Linked DNA regions of Mus musculus: regions 2 and 3 are each linked to region 1. The links are chromatin contacts, called in public HiCAR-type and HiChIP or PLAC-seq maps. All regions are on one chromosome and are shown on one strand. The core of a region is the stretch at or near the end of the contact, and the rest is flanking DNA. Distances in the headings are between cores, read along the strand shown. Region 1 holds the start of Spry2 (sprouty RTK signaling antagonist 2). Region 2 holds the start of Slain1 (SLAIN motif family, member 1). Region 3 holds the start of Cln5 (ceroid-lipofuscinosis, neuronal 5).

Region 1 (2,700 bases), core at 82-2,581:
AAAAAAATCTTCAAAAGGCCTCCATCTATAGATAATCCCTCTTAAAAAGGAAATTCTAACAAACTACAAGTCCACACACAATCCAAAGCCAATCCCAGCCAGAGCAGAAGGGACTTGAAACCCGAATCTACATTCCGTTCCTCCCGTACAAGGCTCGGGAGGTGGGGGAGGCGGGCTGTGCTGGTGCCCGGTGTATAATCGGGTTAATCCAGTAGACAAAGAATAAACCAATAGCCCTCCCACCTCACTTCCCGCTCCCCTTTCCCTCCCCCTCCTGTTCCCCCACCCTCTTCGCCCCCTGGGCATCGGTGGGGGAGGGGTGCGGTGGAGCGGGGCGGGGTGGGGGGGAAGACAGGAGAGAAGAGGTAGGATCGAAATGGAGATTCCGAATCGAATCTAAAAAGCTGCGACTCGCTTTTCTCGCTAGCACCGGGCGGCCGGGTTAGTTTGCAACGTTCTTCCTTCTCCCCTCCCGGCGGCGAGGGGGAGAAAGTTCCCCAAGCGAGGCCAGCCTCGGGCTGGTATGGTAGCCTCTGGGTGGGGGCTATGGGGGGGGGGACCCTTTAAGGTCAGTGTTTCCTTGAAACTAGATAAACTGACCCCGCGGCGGCCCGCGCGGCCCCGCGTGACGGCGCCGGGGCTGCAGGAGCGGCTGGGGACGCGCGGGGCGGCGCGGTTGCCCTTTTGAATGCCTCCTGCGGCTCGGAGCGCTGGCGGGCGCTGGAGCGCGAGTGAATGTAGCCCCGCGGAGCCAATGAGCTGGGACCGGATGCGATATATCCTCTGGGACAACAACTGCTCTGTTCCGCCTCGGATCCACATGACGCCATTTACTGCTGCCGCGGCCGCTGCAGAGCTCCCTGCCTCCTCCGGAAAGGCGAGGGCGCAGGCCAGCGGCGCCCTCCCCCCCCGTACCCCCCCCCCCCATCCCCGGCCGGGCCCCAGACCCTCCTCCCCCGCCGCCTCCACCCCCTCCGCACCCCCACCCCCGCCTCGGCTTCGCCGCCGCGCCTCCGCAACGCCCAGTCTGCACGAGCGAGAGCTGCGCGCCGCAGCGCCAGCGGAGGAGAGGGGCCGGCGGAGCGCGCAGCGCCCAGGCCCCCGCGCGCGCCCGGCCCGGCCCTCGGCCCCGCGCCTGCCTCCACTTGGGAGCAGCCCCGGGCCCCCGGGTCTTGGCGAGCTGGCCTTAGGTTCTTTGTAAGGCCGTGCTCGCCTCGCTTTCTCTCATCGACCAGGAAAAAAAGAGACTCGCCAACGTTGCCGCTTCGGCCTCTTGTTCATTGAGAAAAAAAAAAAAAGGAGAGAGAGAAGGGGGGAAAAAGGAAATACTCCGCGTGCGCTTCTGGAAGGGAGGTCATCTATCCCGGAATCCGGGAGGGTTCCAACGGTGGAGGACTGGGTTCCAAAATTTCCCCGTGGTTTTAATCCACCGATTGCTTGGAAGTTGGACTGAAGCAGAGTTTGGAAAGAAGGAAAAAGTTTGCATCAGGACTGGATTTATTTGCACATCGCTGGAAGAAGAGGATTCAAGGGAGAGGGGTTGGTGCAAAGCCGCGATCACGGTGAGGAGCGTTTGGCTTTTCCCCTTCTGGAACCATAGCCGGCCGGGAGTGGGGTCCGGGTTCCTCTCTCCACTAAACCAGCTTGCTTCTCGGGAGCATTAGGGAACTACCCCGCGGATCTCCTTCGCCTAGAACAGGGGTTCGGCCATGGCCGGGCTACAGGGTACGCCTATGCAGTATCCCCCGTCCCACGACAGCTCACTCGTAAGGGGTTTGGGGCGGAGGACCGCTTCACTGCGTTCTACTCCTATCCCTGCATTGGCGACGATTCAGTCGCCGAGAGCTTTAAGGGAGGGAAAACACAAAGTGTTTTCTAGGTCGCTGTTGCAGGCTCTGGCATTGCTAACCTGTTCCTCCATTCGTTTGAAGGCTAAGTTGTAGAAGAGCCATCCTGAGGCGGAGGCGCCTGTGGGGCTGCGGTACTGGGCTTCTCACCTCTCCACCTCACCGGGCCAGGAGACCCGGCAGGCGAGCGGAGGCGAGAGTGCCAGGCGGAGGGAGTCCCCGCCTCTGCCGGGTGTGGACAGTCTAGCCCGGTGCGGGTGGGAGCGTCGCCCAGCCTGGCGCCGCGTCTCTGCGGTTCGGAAGTGCAGCTTTCTCTTTTTTTCCGTTCTTCGTGGTCGGCCTAGGTCACGCTTTTTTTTTTTTTTTTAATATATTTGGACACTGAGGCTGACTTAGCACAGGAAGAGATATCAAGTGGTCGCGATCGTTTTCCATTACCTGAAAGTAGGTGGCAAAATAAAAAAGGCTAGTTTTTTCCCCCCTTCCCTCTTTTGTGTTACTGTTTTTAAGATTTGGAGTCTTAACGCCTTTTTTACAAAGGGGTTTCTGTGTCGGTTTGCCCCACCCTAGTGCTGAAGTCCTTTCCCCCTAATCCTTAGTCTGATCACACACTGTTCTTAATGGGGGTTTCAAAGCACTCAAAGGGGGAGGGAGAGGAACTGGGAGAGCGCAGAAGGGGGGGGGGCTGCATTGGAGGCGGCCAGGGATCTGTAGAAATCAACTTTTTTTTTTCTTCCAAAAGATGCTACTTTGCACAGCAAGCAGGTCCTCACGGAAAAGTTTCCGATCCCCGGGGCTCATAGTTGTGTATGCCTGGCGGGTGCAGTGGGGCTCTGGATGAAGCTATTTTTCT
Region 2 (2,700 bases), core at 194-2,693, 2.2 Mb after region 1:
TTATTGAGGTTCCCGCCTCTCTGATGACTCTAGCCTGTGTCAAATTAACATAAAACTACCTACTTTTTCTTCAATGTGGTTTCATTTCTAAATTAATGAAAATTCCTCTTAAGTTCAATTTTTTTAAAAGAACGTAGCGCCTCCATCTGCCCCCTCCAGTCCTTAAAAAAACCTTTGCCTCTGACGTACCAGGATGGCACACCTTTAATAATCAAATCGGTATCTGAAAGGTTATCTATGAAAATACAGAGAGATGGCATATATAACTACACAACTCAACTGCAATAGCAGATGTCTGAGAAGAGGCTCATCACTAGGCGGCTTCCGATGTGACCAAAGGGGGGCTGCACACCAATCCTGTGCAGCGTTCGTTTGTAAGGAAAGAACGGTAAGCAGTGGAGGAGAGCAGAAGACAAGCACCTTCACCACACACACACACACACACACACACACACACACACACACAGAGAGAGAGAGAGAGAGAAGAGAGCAGGGCTGAGCGACAAGATGACATGAGTTGTGCATTTAAGGCTAACGAGGCGCTTGGGACCCCGTAATCAGCAAAGAGCAAAGCACGGGGCAGATGGCAGTCCCCAGTCGGACCAATAGGCACAATGCTAAAACAGGTTTCTGCCTCCATGCAAAGCTTCTGCTCAGGGCTTGGCACCTGCTAGGCCTCTGGGTCCCCTGCCTCCCACGCCCCGCCCCCGCGTGCTGGGCCTCCCAACTCCGGGGGGAGGGGGCGGCGGAGCTCGGCTATACCAGGTGTAGTCGTCCTCCTCGCTCCAGGCGGCCAAGCTCTCCAGGTCCAGCGGCTCCACCTCGTCCAGCAGCGTTGGAGGCGGCAACGGCGGCGTGGCGGCTTCCCCCGGCGGGGTCCCTGCGGTCCCCGGTTCCGGGCTGCCACCTCCGCCGAAGAAGCCCGCCGCCGGCTTGGAGTAGACGAAGGGCGCGTCAGCCGGCTGCAGGCTGCAGAGCAGGGAGGGCGCGGGGCTGGGCAAGCAGTAGGTGCCCGGGAACGCGGGGCCCAGCGCCCCCGGGCCCGGGGAGGTCGTGCTGGCCGGGGCCCTGTGCGTGGCGAGCGGGCTGCAGGCCCCGGCTGGCGGCGGGGCGGAGGGCGGCGGCGGCTGCAGCAGCAGCAGGTGCGGGGCGGCGGCCGCACTGGCCGCCCGGCTGCGCAGCTGCTCGTTCTGCTTCTCCAGCTTGCGCACCAGCTCCTGCAGCTTCTTCACCTCCAGCTCGGCGTTCACCACCGGCCCCGGGCCGGCGCCGGAGGCCGCCACCGGCGAGGCGCATTTCACCTGCTCCGCCATCATCGCGGGAGCCCCGAGCGCCGCGGCGAGGAGGCTACGCGGGCCCAGCTCGCGCAGCCTACCAGCATCAGCACCAGGGCCCAGCCTCCGGCCGAGGAAGAAGCAGCCGCGCAGCTCTGCACCGTGCTCTGCTCTAGCGGCTCCGGGTTTTAGCCGAGGCCCCGGGACGGGGCGGGGCGCGAGGGGCGGAGCTTCTGGTGATGGATGTGTCGTGGGGGCGGGACCTGCGGCGGGGACCCTCCCTGGGCATCCGTCTGCACCCACACCACCTAACCTCAGGTGCCTGATTGGACCTGGCCTGAACTTCCCGCCGCTCGCACTTCTTCCGCTTTGGGCGAGAGAACCCCACTTCTAGGACTACAGCCAGGGGCGGGATCTAAAGAAGTAGCAGGTGTCTGTGGCAGGGGAAAAACGTACCCAGGGCCAATGGCTAGCCCTCTTACAAGAGCACTTTTAGACTTCAGGGTATTGCCACCTGCTAATGAAACCTCGTGAAAAAAGGTCTGGGGAACATGATGCTCACCCCCCCCCCAAAAAAGCAACAACAGATGCTTTGGGTCTGTTTGAAAAGATGCGGCTAAGGGTAGTATTAAGTAGCACAGAAACAAAATGGTGGGATAGGAGAGAATAAGGAGGGAAAGTGAGAAATCCCAGTCTCTATGAGGGAGGATGGCCAGCTGCTGAAGAGTCAGGCGTTCACTTCAGTCTATCTAAAATAGCCATATATGAACTATCCCCACCAGTCTTTCACCATGAAAGGAGAGTTGGGTTTTCATGCTCTTTTATATTAGACAAAAGATCTTTGAGCATCTCCTGCATGCTCCACTGTGTTCTAAACGCTGGCTTTTTGAGCAAGTGAACAACAGGCATCAGTGATTGCAAATACAAGCAAAATTGTGCACCATCTGTTAAATCATTTACACTATTAAAGTCACACGTGCCTGAGCGAAAAGAGGAAAGGTATAACATTCCCTGCTTTTTTGTTGTTTGTTGGTTTGCTTGTTTGGTTTTTTTTTTTTTTTTGGGGGGGGGGATTCTTGGAAACCATGCTTTTTATTTTTTCAACAAAAATGCTTTTACGCAGATGAACCGATCGTTTTGTTCAGTTAATGTTGACTTAGCATTTTGTGGGTTTAACACAAAGGAAAGCCTGCCGTTATAGTGCGAGAACAATCCACACCGCTGATTTTCATCCTCAGACGGTGTACTAGCTTGTGAAGGGCCTCGCTCAGGCACTGTACACATGACGTCAATGAAAACATACCGCACATCTCTGTGGCAGCGCTAGGATGTTGCCTCTAATCTTTTAAAATTTGATCCTGTGCCTTGCTGCTCAGAAACACTTGTGTCTTCTCACTTGGCAAGCTACAGCTCTAAACTTGGGTGT
Region 3 (2,700 bases), core at 200-2,699, 2.8 Mb after region 1:
GGGATCTGTCTTCGGACGGAAAGAGAAGCGCCTGGTGAGAAAGAGAACCATCCTCAGAATTGCTCTTCTAACAATCTTAACACGGGGACAAAACCTGATCTAACTTACAGCTATATACCAGTTGTCAGGTGGGAATGTCAATCGGGGCTTCTTTAGAGTCAAAAGACCAGTCAGCCTCCGTCTCCTGGTATTAGATAAAATACTTTGAGATTTACAATCTCTTTCTTGTTTTATTGGGTATTTAAGGTTTTTTTTTTCTTGTGAATATTTTCATGAAAACCAACCTCAACCCTAAACTTTTTTTTCTCTCATATATATTTAGAAGAACCAATTCATGAACAGAACACATGAATATTTAAGTTTGGCAACTGCTGGTTTTCACCAGAAATGCGAGGGCTACTATCATTTCCTGTTTTCTGTCCAGGGTATGTGAGCATGAAGATTCTGAGTTAAATTCCCTAAGACCGCACAGAGGATGAGCAAATGGGACCAGATTTGGTCTGCAGCCTTCAGAACTAAGAACTCCTTAGAGGAACATGCATCATGCCATGAACCCCCCCGCCCCTCATTCTGTTATGCAAAACATATGCTTTCAAAAGCTGCATCTCTTTCCACTTCACTATGCCCACGCCAGCCACCACTCCACCCACCCCTGTCCCCCGCAACCCCGAAGACCGAGCGCTTCTTGTTTCGCAATTCCCCACAGGCTGTCAAAACTTAGCTAAGTCAAAGACTGCGATCACCTCCTCAGGTCCGGAGCCCTACCTACCCTCCAGGTTGAAGTGGACCAACAAGGTGATCCTGACTAGCCTAGGGAGGAAATTCCCCGGGTCAGTCAGCTAAATTCCCCATTTAGCTCAGTAAGGACACAGGGGAGCAAGCAGGCTCCCTGTAAATTCTCCCCAAATGTTATGCAATGGCAGCTAACGATAAGGCATGAAATAATTGCAGTGTTTAAAACATTTTAACCTGCTCTCCAAGTCAGTAGCACCTAAAAGTCACTCCGTGCAGTGATGTCACTCTCCATTCCTCCCAGGACTCTGAACTGCCCAGAACCGGTGAGGATCCCCGAGTTGCCAACTATTTAGGAACTATGCTCTTAGTGTCGCCCGCCCTGTGCCCTGCGTCCCCGGGCGCGCTAAGGTATCGGATCCGCCCTCTCCAAGTCCCCTCCCCGCCCCGCTCCGTCTCACTCACTTGTAGGGCACCGGCCAGCGTTGCCCAGACGTCGGGGACGCGCCCAGAATCGTCGCCAGCCCGAGCAGCGCCAGCGCGAGCGCCGGGCGCCAGTGCGCTCCACATGGCCCCCCGCGCAGCATCCGCGGCTCCCTGAGATCCCGGAGGCTCCGGGGCCCCGGCGTCGGCCTTGCGTGCGCGCCGCCGCGAGGAGCCAGCCAAGCACCAGCGCCGGCTTGGCCGTGTGACCTCCGGGCGCGTGACGCCTCCCCTGTCCCGGCCGGGGCGGGGCGCCTCTGTTCCAGCGCGCGTGCGCTGGACGCTAAAAAGCCCTGTCCTCCCGGAAGGGTGAGACTGGTACTGCAAAACTCACTCCAGCCTGGTGGATGTGTGCTATGCCTCTAGCGCAAAGGTGCTTTCTGCCCTCCCCGCAGCCATCACCAGCCAAACCGTAACAACAATAAAACACTTATGAACTTTCTTGACCCACATGGCCCAGGCCAGTCTCCAACACAAATCTTCTGCTTGGAGACACTGGGTGCTCAGCGGAATTAAAAAATGAGGACATTACAGGAAATGATTGCCCTCTCCTGGCCTCTCTGAGAATGTTGCAAAGATCAGCAATGACAATATGCTTTCCGTGCTGCCATCGGCATCACCAGACTTGGACTGCTCTGCTCCGGTTCTGTCCTCTGCCACACTTAGTATTATCCGTGACTCTTCAAAGCTTAAGACCGACCAATAGAGCTAGGTTTAATCCATTTATCCTCCGGTCCTCCTTTGTCCAGTAAGTGTAAGATTGCTAAGAGCATCACGCCATACGGAATCAGGCTGTTCAGGCCACTGCACTGAGTGATGGCAACCAAGATCACTCACGTACGCTGGAGATGAGACTGGAACAGGCAGTATTTTGGAGATCTCCTAGCAAACCCACTATGTGTATGCACATAGGAGCTGCATGAGGTCTGAACTACAAAGCGAACACGGGATCCTTTTTGCTTGCCAACTCTGAAGCTCAAGAAGAGATAGAAATGTCAGATCCAGAAACCCTTTATCAAAAGTTTTGGACCTATCTGGGTTGTAGTGTGAGGCTGATATTCTCAGAGATTCCTCTGCCAAAGGTTCTAGCTGTTTCGTCCTTGCTGATGTATTTTCCAAAAGGAAAAAAAAAAAAATTAAGTCTGTAAATTTTAGGAGACAAAGTTTCTCAGGGAATGAAAAAAACAGGGTGTCATCATGATACTTTAACGTGTCCTAGCAGGTGATGGCTGGCTTTCTCTTTTTGACTTCAGGATGATAACTAGCCAGGCAAACGTGTTAAGTTCAAGCTCATCTTTGCTTTCTTATTTATAACTCTGTGAACTAAATAAATCACTATTCTGAGAAGGGTTTCCAGGTTGCTAAAGGTTCTGTCAAACACGACATGCTTTTTTGCTTCGGACACACCAATTTTCTAACCACATTTTAATGAAAGAGTAATGATATTTTAACTAGGTTTGTAGGCCTTAGATATACTCACCTGCT

Evidence for each region. HiCAR-type assays count read pairs that join an accessible place to other places. HiChIP or PLAC-seq counts read pairs in DNA pulled down with a chosen protein or histone mark.
Region 2: an H3K4me3 HiChIP or PLAC-seq map of pro-B cells shows a contact between it and region 1, with 6 times the contacts expected there. The contact joins the promoter of Slain1 here to the promoter of Spry2 in region 1.
Region 3: a contact with region 1 is called in a HiCAR-type map of astrocytes, with 3 times the contacts expected there. The contact joins the promoter of Cln5 here to the promoter of Spry2 in region 1. A contact is called at or near these places in 1 of 484 Hi-C or Micro-C datasets (rod photoreceptor) and 1 of 115 datasets of contacts at active chromatin or transcription factors (astrocytes).

What each region holds. Positions count from the first base shown.
Region 1 is chr14:105,895,450-105,898,149 of GRCm38.p6, reverse strand. Spry2 (sprouty RTK signaling antagonist 2) reads left to right here and starts at 1,331. Exons shown (of 2, transcript NM_011897.3): 1 at 1,331-1,562.
Region 2 is chr14:103,648,971-103,651,670 of GRCm38.p6, reverse strand. Slain1 (SLAIN motif family, member 1) reads right to left here and starts at 1,443. Exons shown (of 7, transcript NM_198014.3): 1 at 763-1,443. The coding sequence starts at 1,316.
Region 3 is chr14:103,068,965-103,071,664 of GRCm38.p6, reverse strand. Cln5 (ceroid-lipofuscinosis, neuronal 5) reads right to left here and starts at 1,449. Exons shown (of 4, transcript NM_001033242.1): 1 at 1,198-1,449; 2 at 1-31. The coding sequence starts at 1,319.